2 separate regions of the Mus musculus genome follow, and region 1 is linked to region 2. A link is a contact called in public promoter capture Hi-C data. All regions are on one chromosome and are shown on one strand. The core of a region is the stretch at or near the end of the contact, and the rest is flanking DNA. Distances in the headings are between cores, read along the strand shown.

What was found. Promoter capture Hi-C pulls out the DNA fragments that hold promoters and counts their contacts.
Region 1: a promoter capture Hi-C map of hippocampal neurons shows a contact between it and region 2, with 2.9 times the contacts expected there. The contact joins the enhancer-like site here to the promoter of Pthlh in region 2. A contact is called at or near these places in 3 of 39 promoter capture datasets (cranial neural crest, hippocampal neurons and maxillary cranial neural crest), 2 of 115 datasets of contacts at active chromatin or transcription factors (T-cell acute lymphoblastic leukemia and VIP interneurons) and 1 of 9 other capture datasets (pancreatic islet).

What each region holds. Positions count from the first base shown.
Region 1 is chr6:147,723,062-147,728,072 of GRCm38.p6, reverse strand. No RefSeq gene overlaps it. Among named protein-coding and RNA genes, the nearest start is that of Gm15762, 5.1 kb to the right of the region's middle. Within about 2 kb of position 1,437, at least 9 of the 459 cell types and tissues checked have an H3K27ac peak or open chromatin away from gene starts, as enhancers often do.
Region 2 is chr6:147,261,404-147,266,229 of GRCm38.p6, reverse strand. Pthlh (parathyroid hormone-like peptide) reads left to right here and starts at 2,217. Exons shown (of 4, transcript NM_008970.4): 1 at 2,217-2,645; 2 at 2,835-2,960. The coding sequence starts at 2,860.

The sequences.
Region 1 (5,011 bases), core at 188-2,687, 460 kb before region 2:
TCAAAGAATGAAGTACTCACTGGACTGGATAAAAGTGTAAGGAATAGCTTGCTCTCAGCCCCTCCCAGCTGTTAGGAGAGATCTGGGAGATTTTCTCTACCTTTTCCACTGCCTTGGTACCATAAAGAAACATATATACTCTTTCCCCCAAATGGGCCTTCTTAGAACAGCATTTCTGGAATTTGTTTTGCTGCCCAGAGGCCAAGCTACCAAATCTATTTCCCACACTGTATACCTCTTACATGTTACACAGACTCAGGGTGGGCCTGGCTGGAAAGAACACAGACTCTGAACTCAGAGTATCTGGCAGGAATTGAAAACCTTCATTTCTCAACTGCTCAGTGAACACACAATTTCAATGCCTGGCCTGGTTTCCATATAGTGTGTGTGTGTGTGTGTGTGTGTGTGTGTGTGTGTGTGTGTGTGTGTGGTGTGTAGGGTATCCATGTATAAACATGTATTTGTGTAGATGTATAGAGATCAGATGCCCACCACAGATGTCTTCTTCAATAACTCTCTATCTTATTTTTTGAGCTAGCATCACTAACTAAACCTGAAATTCACCATTTTTGCTAGACAGTCTTGGGGCTTCATGCTTGCACTTTTCTGAGTCATCTCTTTAAGCCTTGGTTTCCTCCTTTCTAAAGTGAAGTGGCTCCTGTGGGTGTTTGAGAGAGTAACAACAACTACAGAATGTGTCTCAGAGAAAGGTCAAAGCACAAAAGGAAAAGAGAGAAAGTTGCAAGAGGACAGAGAAGGAAGACGTTCTGCATTTAGAGAAATGTGTTACAGAGGCCCCACAGTTAGTTCTCAAAGCAAGCTTCAAGCTAACTGCGTCCACAGAGTATGATGTGCACCACAGAACCGCCCACATGCTCACGTGATGGACCTCACTTGTTTTGCTCAGAAGCCCTAAGGAGGGGGCATCACTACCTCCATCATGTAGGAGCTAAGTAAAGTAATTTATTCAAAGCCACAGAACATATACAGTGTGGAGCCAGGAATGAAAATTAGGTCTGTCTGACTCCAAAGCCTGTGGTTTCCTGTTACAACAAACTGTGTCAAGTAATAATATCAACAATGATAATAATAAACGTCTTGACCCCATCAAGTCCTGGGGGAGGCTGCCTGTGCTTTCAGAAGGTCAGCCTTCCTCTACTCAGGCTTGCTCCTCATCCCAGTGTCTGTCCTGGTGCAGGTGATCATCAGGTCTCGGTGATGGACTTCCCCAGATCCCAGCTTGATCCACCCCCCCCCCCTCAGCCCACTTGGAATTCAGAGTCTCCTTTTTGCACCCACACCCAATCTCATCATCCCCCTTGCTCATGCTGCCAAGATGGCATCAGCTGCCAAGATGGCATCCACTGCCAAGATGGTGTCTGCACTCTGTCCTGTTTTCCTGGAAAACTAAGACAAGACACTTGGTCCAGAAAACAGAGTCTTCAATCCACACGTCCATTTTTCTACTTGAGATCTCAGCACCTCTAGGAGCCCTGTCATGTGCACCCAGCTTGGCTTAGGGACTCAGGGGCCTCCTTGACTAAGGTCACCAGTTCCTCAGGGCTGTCTGTATCACCCTGTTACCATTGGTAACAACCTCTGTTTGGTTCAACTCATCACATAACTGTCTTCTCCGTCAGAGTCTGTTTTGAAGGAGTGTGCATCTAGGGCCGTGAGTCCCTAATACTTCATATGACCTCCACCACATCGTAGGAGCCCAATAAGCATTTCTTGGTTCTGCCCAGCATGGGGGTCCATCTGTTCACTATTACACGATTAACACAATCGACAGTGTAATTATGTCCTGAGCAATTTGCACTCAGTTCTGACCTGGGAATCAGTGAACTCGTCTTAAGAGAGTTTCTGGTGACTACACTTTAAATGAGGATAATGATGTAATAGGAACAGAACTTTTTAAAAGGGCAGTACTCAAAAAGTCAAAAGCTGAGTTTCATCTTGCAAAATCTATGATGCCTTAGCTCCTTCATGCAAATGCTGTTTCAATTATGATCAAGCCCTCTGCTTAATTTGAAGAAATGTCCAATTTGTTATCATTTATTTCTTTCCTTCTATCATCTTAGGACCTTAAAAAAAAAAAAAACTAATGCCTGTCTTCCACATTCCCCAAGTAATGGATACAGCATTATCCAAAGTTTATTCAAACTTATCTGAACCTTTCGGGGCTAGGAATTAGGTGGGAACTATTTTCTTCATGAGATTTCTAGTGCTTTTTGGCTTTGAACTGGCTGGAAATGAAACAAGAATAGCTTTTCTTGCGGTATTTTGGTTTCTCCTCCCAACCCAAACCAGGAAGTTCAGAGACGCACAAAAATTAAAAGAAAGGGGAAAAGTTAACTCAACTTTTTGAACTCCATACATGACTTAGGTTCGATTTCAGTTTGAGGCAAAGGTTCAGCTGAGAGCTCATTGTATCCAAACCACTTGGCCCGTCCACTGAAATCACTGGTAGGAACATATATGGAAGGATATGGAGAACTGATAGTCTGTAGGATCATTGTGTCAACTGCATGATCTGTGGGAACAGTGTGCTGAAGAAGTTCACAGGGTGGCAATTGTGGTAAGCACAAGACACAGAGGGCGAGCACACTCCCATCTCATTATCCCTGCCTTTGCTTCTCTTTCTCCTACCATTTATCTACCTGCCACTTCTAGCTAACTACTTACCATATTGACCTTTTATCTAGCTGTCACCTATCTATCACCTATATCTGTCTCCTATCAGCCTACTCTCTTTCTGGATCACCTATTATTTATCATATGTAGCTAGCTATCATCTTTATCTACCTATTTATCATCTATCATTTATCCCTCTATCATATCTAGCCAGCTAGCATTGATTTTATAATTCTAATTGTCCATTTTCTGTAATCTATTTGGATCTATGTTTATCTGCCAATTATCTGTATCCATCATCTATCTATCTATCTATCTATCTATCAATCATCTATCTATCCATCATCTACCTATCTATCTTCTACCCTCTATCTATCTATCTATCTATCTATCTATCTATCTATCTATCTATCTATCTATCTATCAACCTATCTACCTACCAACATATCATATCTATGTCAATCTATCTTCTTCACACAACATATAATTCATAATATAATTGTAACTCTAACAATACGACTGTTGTCTAATCTGAGTTTCTTATTTCATTCTTTCTTTGGGAAACATAAGATAGATCTGTTTCAACTACTGCACAGAACAAAAAAATGAGATGCTATGCTGATCTGCTTAGATACAGTCAACCCAGAATCTCATGAGAATGTTTGCCTAGACTCTGAAGGAACAAGAACCAGATTCTATGCCCACATAGTTAATATAAGAGCAATTGGGTTTTATGAATGGTAGAGAAACCAAGTTTGCTCTGAACTGTGAGGCATAACAGGTCAAGCTGTTTTTCTCTTAGTCTGTATGCCTCACCTATAGTCTCAGCACTGGAGAGGCTGAGGCAGAAAGATGAACATGAGTCTGAAGCCAGCCTGAGAGACCCCTCTCAAAAATAGTCAAGCATGAAATCTTTTTTTTTTTTCACTAAAGAACAATTTTTGGGCCACTCATGTGGCTCCAACTATGCCATCTGATGTTAGAATCTTCACTTCATTTTTTGTGTGTGTGTGTGTGTGTGTGTGTGTGTGTGTGTGTGTTTGTGTGTGTGTTTAAAGATCTATTATTATATTTATATGAGTACACTGTAGCTGTTTTCAGGCACACCAGAAGAGGGCATCCGATCCTATTACAGATGGTTGTGAGCCACCATGTGGTTGCTGGGAATTGAACGCAGGACCTCTGGAAGAGCAGTCAGTGCTCTTAACTGATGAGCCATCTCTCCAAGTCCCCTCATTGTGTATTTTTATTTCAGGGACTTTGACCTTGGGTATGGTCCTGAGGTGTTTAAGGATGAACATTTCAAGTACACTTCAGTATTAATATTGTATTTCACATGGCACATCTCTAGGCACATTATCTATTAAACATGCTAATGGTTTGTTTCATATATATATTTTCACCTATTTATCTGTTTAAATGTTAACTACCTACCACAGTTATCGATCTACCAAAATTTTCAGGGTAAATGGGGACTAAAGTTTTAGTGATATTCTGAGGTATTTCTTGTGTTTAATGTAGAAGACCCTTTCAGAATCATAAATGCACTGTTGAAATGTAAAGTAGATCACCAGCACTGGTCATCTCCTCTGATTATTTTAGAACAATCATATTCAACATAATATACCTAACTAACGTGGCACAAACCACAGCAGTGCCTTGTAGAAGAAGAAATGAAGGCAGCGGTGGGCAGACCTCAGCCAGACATTTCTAGCTATTGCATGAGACAAAAGCCTCAGTAGGGTTTGTCTGAGAAGAAACAGCGTCACGTCAGCCCAAGGTGCATGGCAGATTCTGCTCTTGACTATGGTGAGGGTGAACAACTTCTGTCCACCCTTTGTTTCTTGGAGGCTTCAGGTCCCTTCTTGGTGGCCGTGCTTCTAGGCTAGCCATGTGGCGTCTCTGCTTCTATGAAGAGGACAGGAGGACCTCCTGTAGAACTGCCTTCAGTGCCAGGAGAGCGGGATGCCAGGATTTTCAAGGAAAGTGGATTTCCCTTGTGTGTTCTGGCTTACAGAATTTGTCTCATTCATTTTAGGAATAAATTGTCTCACCTTCTAAACAGCAGAATAGGCCAAGCTCAACAGTCAAAGGCTTGTTTCTCTTGGTGATTCTGAACACCTTCAGGATGGGAGTTGGACGGAAAATACAAATAAAGAACAAGGAGGCTGACTTATTTTCCTGCAGCAGAGAGTTCATCTGTCCACTGCTCACTTCCATTATGAAAAAAAAAATTTGGTTTAGGATATGAAGTGTTGGTAGGGTAACTGAATCTGAGACATCTTTATTCAAAATGGAAAACAGACACTAGACGAACAAAGCAATGCCTACATCCATGACTCGAAAGCAGGATACAGACAAGGCTCAGTCCATCCCC
Region 2 (4,826 bases), core at 968-3,467:
AGCTCAGCATTCCCATGAGTGTGGACTGGCAGAGGCAGACCTTCAGAACCTCTTGCTTGTCAAGGTGCGCTTGTGTGACAGGGAGCCTAAGCAAACCTGTCACCTGATCAATCACGTGACCTGTTCATAAGCCTGGGGGTTGGGTCCCCACTTTGTTTCCTTGCTGCCTTGTGACCTTAGCAAGATCGTAATCTAGATTATGATGTCATAAAACACCCTTTGCAGCCAAGGCAAAGAATCGGAGGCTGACACTAAAGATAATTTCTACATCAAGAAAGGAACTCGGTCTGCCTGGAGCAGGACCTGCTTCCTCACAACGGAAAAGACCACTTACACAAAGCTTTTCATTCATTAAAGACTTGATTTTACAAAACAAATATTTCTGAATGAGACTGACAGGATGTCCCTTCCTTGGTCAGAATGTGGAGGAGCTTGTGACTCAAGGAAAAAGTGAAGTAACACAGCATGAGAAAGTGTTTAATTCTGAGGAGATAAAGCTACTTATTCCTCATTGTCCATAGTTTCTCTATAGTTTCTCTTTGTGTTTCCAGGAGAGGAAATTCTTTTAAAATGGATGATGTTTTTCCATTAGCCTCAGAAAAGATGGTGGGTGATGGGGTAGAGAAAGGAAAAGGGGGAAAGGAGGGTCAATTTTGTCTAATTAGGAAAAAAACAACATCAATCAAAGTAGTGTATAGATTCCAGCCTTAAACGCACAGTGTGTCTAGTTTTTGTTTCAGCCTTTTATTGGGGGAGTATTTTTAAGTCAAAGTAATTTGAGACTTGGCAAAGTACCTTTGGATTTTTTTTTCTTGGTGGTGAAGCAAATATCATGTTTAACGTTAAGCAAGTCTCAGGAAACGCAGCAGAATGGTTGCTTTGTGAGTCCCTTCTTTTCCTCTCATGGGGCTCCCCACTCCAGATCAATTAGGGCTCCAGCATCTTTGGGGAAGGGTTATCACAGAGTGTCACAGGTTCAAACTTTCTCTTTTCGTGCCATGTAAACATGTCTAACAGTTACAAATTCTTAACCACTTAAAGGACGTTATGGAAATTCCCGGGTTTCTTTTTAAGGTGGGAAGAAGCCAACTTTTTTTTTTTTTTTACAAGTATGAAGTTTAAAGGAATCAAGGGAAAGAGACAAGGGCTTCTGATGAGAGGGAACCCCGCCCAAGACAGCTGAAAGCTTTAACTGCTGGCGAGCAGCAAGGCTTAGGGGAGGGGAGGGGTGAGAAGTCCTAGGAGTACCCACCCCAGAAGTCTGTAGAGCATCACAGCCCAGGTCTGACAAAGGTCTTTGAGTGACACTAGCCTCCTAGAGAGTCAGATGAAATTTTCCAGCAGTATTGTCTAGAAGGCAAACTTCTTTGAGTGGTTCCCATGTTCATTTCAGCGTGATCTAGGACCTGGGGGGAAACTAGTATTCACACACACACACACACACACACACACACACACACACACACACACACCTCTAGACCCACAATCAGTAACTCACAACTTTCTCCCCCACCCCCCACCCCCACTCCCTGCCCAGCAGCACTGAGAAGCTGAAGCAAATGGGCACTCAGTGAATCTTTATCAGGACATAGAGTAGGTTATCAGAAGAAGGTGAGAAAGAAGGACTCTGCGCATTCCAGGTCGTCTGTGATCACAAAGTGGGTCTTCTTCCTTGCTCACACACCCGTTCTAGGACCTGCTCCAGACGTGATGTCCCCAACCCTTCCCAAACAGTAAGACCCAAAATCGCCTTTGCTCTTCTGGGTGCTAGGTTTAGTCCCCTCCCCAGGAGAAGGCCACACCAGGCAGGAATGCAGTGCAATGCGAGCTTGCAAGCGAGCTTGGGACTCTTGGGATTCTCAGGCCACCCGGGGTTCCTCCTTGCTGTTTGTAGGGACCTGGACTCCTGGACCTGCCACTCAGGCGACAGCAGGCCGGTTCAGGAGGAGGAGAGCGTCAGATCGGCCCACGCGGGCCAGGACTGGGGTGGGGCTCCGTGGCTCCGGGCTCCCCTGTGCTCCCCGCCCCCGCCGGCCCGCTCACCCCTGCCTGCTCCGCCGGCGCGCGTTCCTCGGGCGCCACCTCTTTGCGACTCGCTCACTTCTCAGCAGGTTGGCCCCGGAGCGTGTGAACCTTCCAGGGCTGGGCTCACAGCTACTCTCCAACCTGCGCCGCCCCAGCTGGGCCGCTCCGCCCCGCTGCCGGAACCCGCCCTCGCGGCCACCTGGCCCTCGCATCCACGACACGCGCGCCTGCAACTTGTTCAAGGGCGTTGTGGAATCAACTTTCCGGAAGCAACCAGCCCACCGAAGGAGGTAGACCGACAGCTATGTATATATACGCGCTCTGCCGCAAGTGGCTGTGCACCCAGAGGCCCGGTGCGCAGGACAGCTGACTCCTGAGGAACACCCGCGTTTGAAGAGGGGTTTGACCTGCCCCACGACCCAGAGTGCTGCCGCCAAGACTAATTAGACATTGCTATGGGAGCCACAGCAACGCGCCACGCATCCCCGACGCCTATGTAAAACGCCCGGTTTTCGCTCTTCTTTCAGAGGAAGCTCTCTGATTGCTTTTTCCCCTCTCGGGTCCCTTTTTGCCTGTGCGGTTTGAGAGAGGCGCAGTTAGAGGCGCTGATTCCTACACAAGTAAGTGCTCAGGGGCTCGGAGACACTTTTTTGCTTTCTTTTTCTTGTTTTCTTTTTTCCTCCTAACTTGTGAGATGCCCTCGACTTTGGAGTGGCTGTTGGGAAGCCACGGGGTTCCAAAAGAGGGAGCGGGGCAGTGCGAGGAAGAGATGGAGAGCCGGGACTGACCCTCGGGTTCCACTCTTGCAGGTCCCCAGAGCCAGCGAGCGGCACGATGCTGCGGAGGCTGGTTCAGCAGTGGAGTGTCCTGGTATTCCTGCTCAGCTACTCCGTGCCCTCCCGCGGGCGTTCGGTGGAGGGGCTTGGCCGCAGGCTGTAAGTACCGGTCTTCCTCCTGGGGTGAGGGGTGGGGAAGACCAGCGCCAGCTGAGGCGGGCGATGCTGAGGAAGCCTAGGGGTCCCTGATGGTCCCAACCTGAGTTGGACACAGTCACGGGGTACCTGCTAGCAAGGGGCTGAGCCCAGGAAAGCCATCTAGAGAGCTGGTGAGACCCCAAAATGGACAGGCACGAAACAAGTTTGATGTGCCTTTCCATAAGAGGGAGTCTTTTTCAGAACCTGGGCCGGCAAGATATCTGTCTGCAGGGAACCACCAAAGTTACTTTATCCACCGAGAGGTTCTGAAACTCAGCAGGAAACTGGGGGATTCAGGAACTGTCTGTGTGCCTCTGTGTGTGTCTGTGTGTGTCTGTGTGTGTCTGTGTGTGTGTCTGTGTGTGTGTCTGTGTGTCTGTGTCTGTGTGTGTGTGTGCGCGCACACAAGCGAGTGGATATGTCTAAATGTGGGTGGCAGTCTGTGTGTGAAAAGCAAAAACGTTGTGTCTAGTTTTATTATGAATGACATAATTTTAAGCATATAAAACAGGACTGTGTTACATAACAAAGCATATTATATAATTTAGTAGTAACAACTTTTTAATGGCAAACGTCCAACTTTAGTATCGATACCATTCAGGAAGGCGGGTGTGCTTGTCTCCAAAATGGACTTTAGGCGTGGAAACTTTCTTTTTCCTGGAATTATTGCTAACGGTTCTTTAATCCGGAGTCGAAATATTTGCATTGTGGTCTGAAAGCTTGTAGTTCGGCATTCTCAGCTGGTGGTTGAGTTTTTGATTTCTTAAAGAGTGATTTTGACTTTGAGATAAGAATACATCTAAGAACACCAGCAAAATATCGCCGCAGTGTTTGGGAAGTAGTAGGCATGCTTGAATCTGTCTGTCTCATCGATGTCGATGTAATACCGTCTAGGGCTGCTCTCTTAGCACAGACTCTGTTCAAGATGGGAAAACCATAAAGTTTAAGAAATGAGTCGTTTGGCTCTGGAGAAGGCATTAGGAGGACTTGCTCACCTCACAAGAGAAGCAGCAATATCTACCTAATATTTACAGTCAGGTTCCTGGTGCTTCTTGTAAACTCCCGAGGGTATACAAAAAGGCGACTGTTCAGCGCCTGCTTCTGGTCTATTCTTATTAGTTCGGCAGAAAATCTTTAAATGAAATTACTTTAGACATGTCTGGATCTTGGCACGAAAATGAAACTCTATTATGAATCTCCTAAGGCAAGTTGTGTAGAGCATTGTACTGGAGATAAGGCAGCATTGTCCCAAGAGTGAGTGCACTGCTGGCTTACTTCTCGAAATTGTCTTGAGACTTTTCCCTCATTTTTGAGACTTGTGTGAAATTCAATTACCTAACATCCAAATATAAATACAGATGAGCTGAAATTTTTTTTTAAAAAAAGCACACTTACATACTGTATTTATTTGGATAAGAATTTCTGTCTTGGAACAGAGCCAACTTTTTCTTTAAAGTTGCTTAATACCTATTTTCTCTTTTGAGAGAGAGTAAATGAGCCATGCTTGAGTCTACAATGACGGAATAAAAATAGCACTAAGCTGTCCTTACAGCTGTTTTTAACTCTTTCTTTGTTGCATATTATAGAACTACTCCTCAGAAACCATTCGGCAGCTAGGGACTCTGCTCTCGTTCTGTTTGTAGGTGAAATATAATAGTGTAGTTAAACGCTCACACTTGGCCATGGTTAATAAAACTGTGAGATACTCACTACCACACCTAATGCTTAATAGCACATCACATCACAATGGAGGTTTTTTTTTTTTTTGAGGGAGTTAAAATCATCATAGCCAAATGGAGGGTTTTTAAAAACTCTTTATTTTTGCAC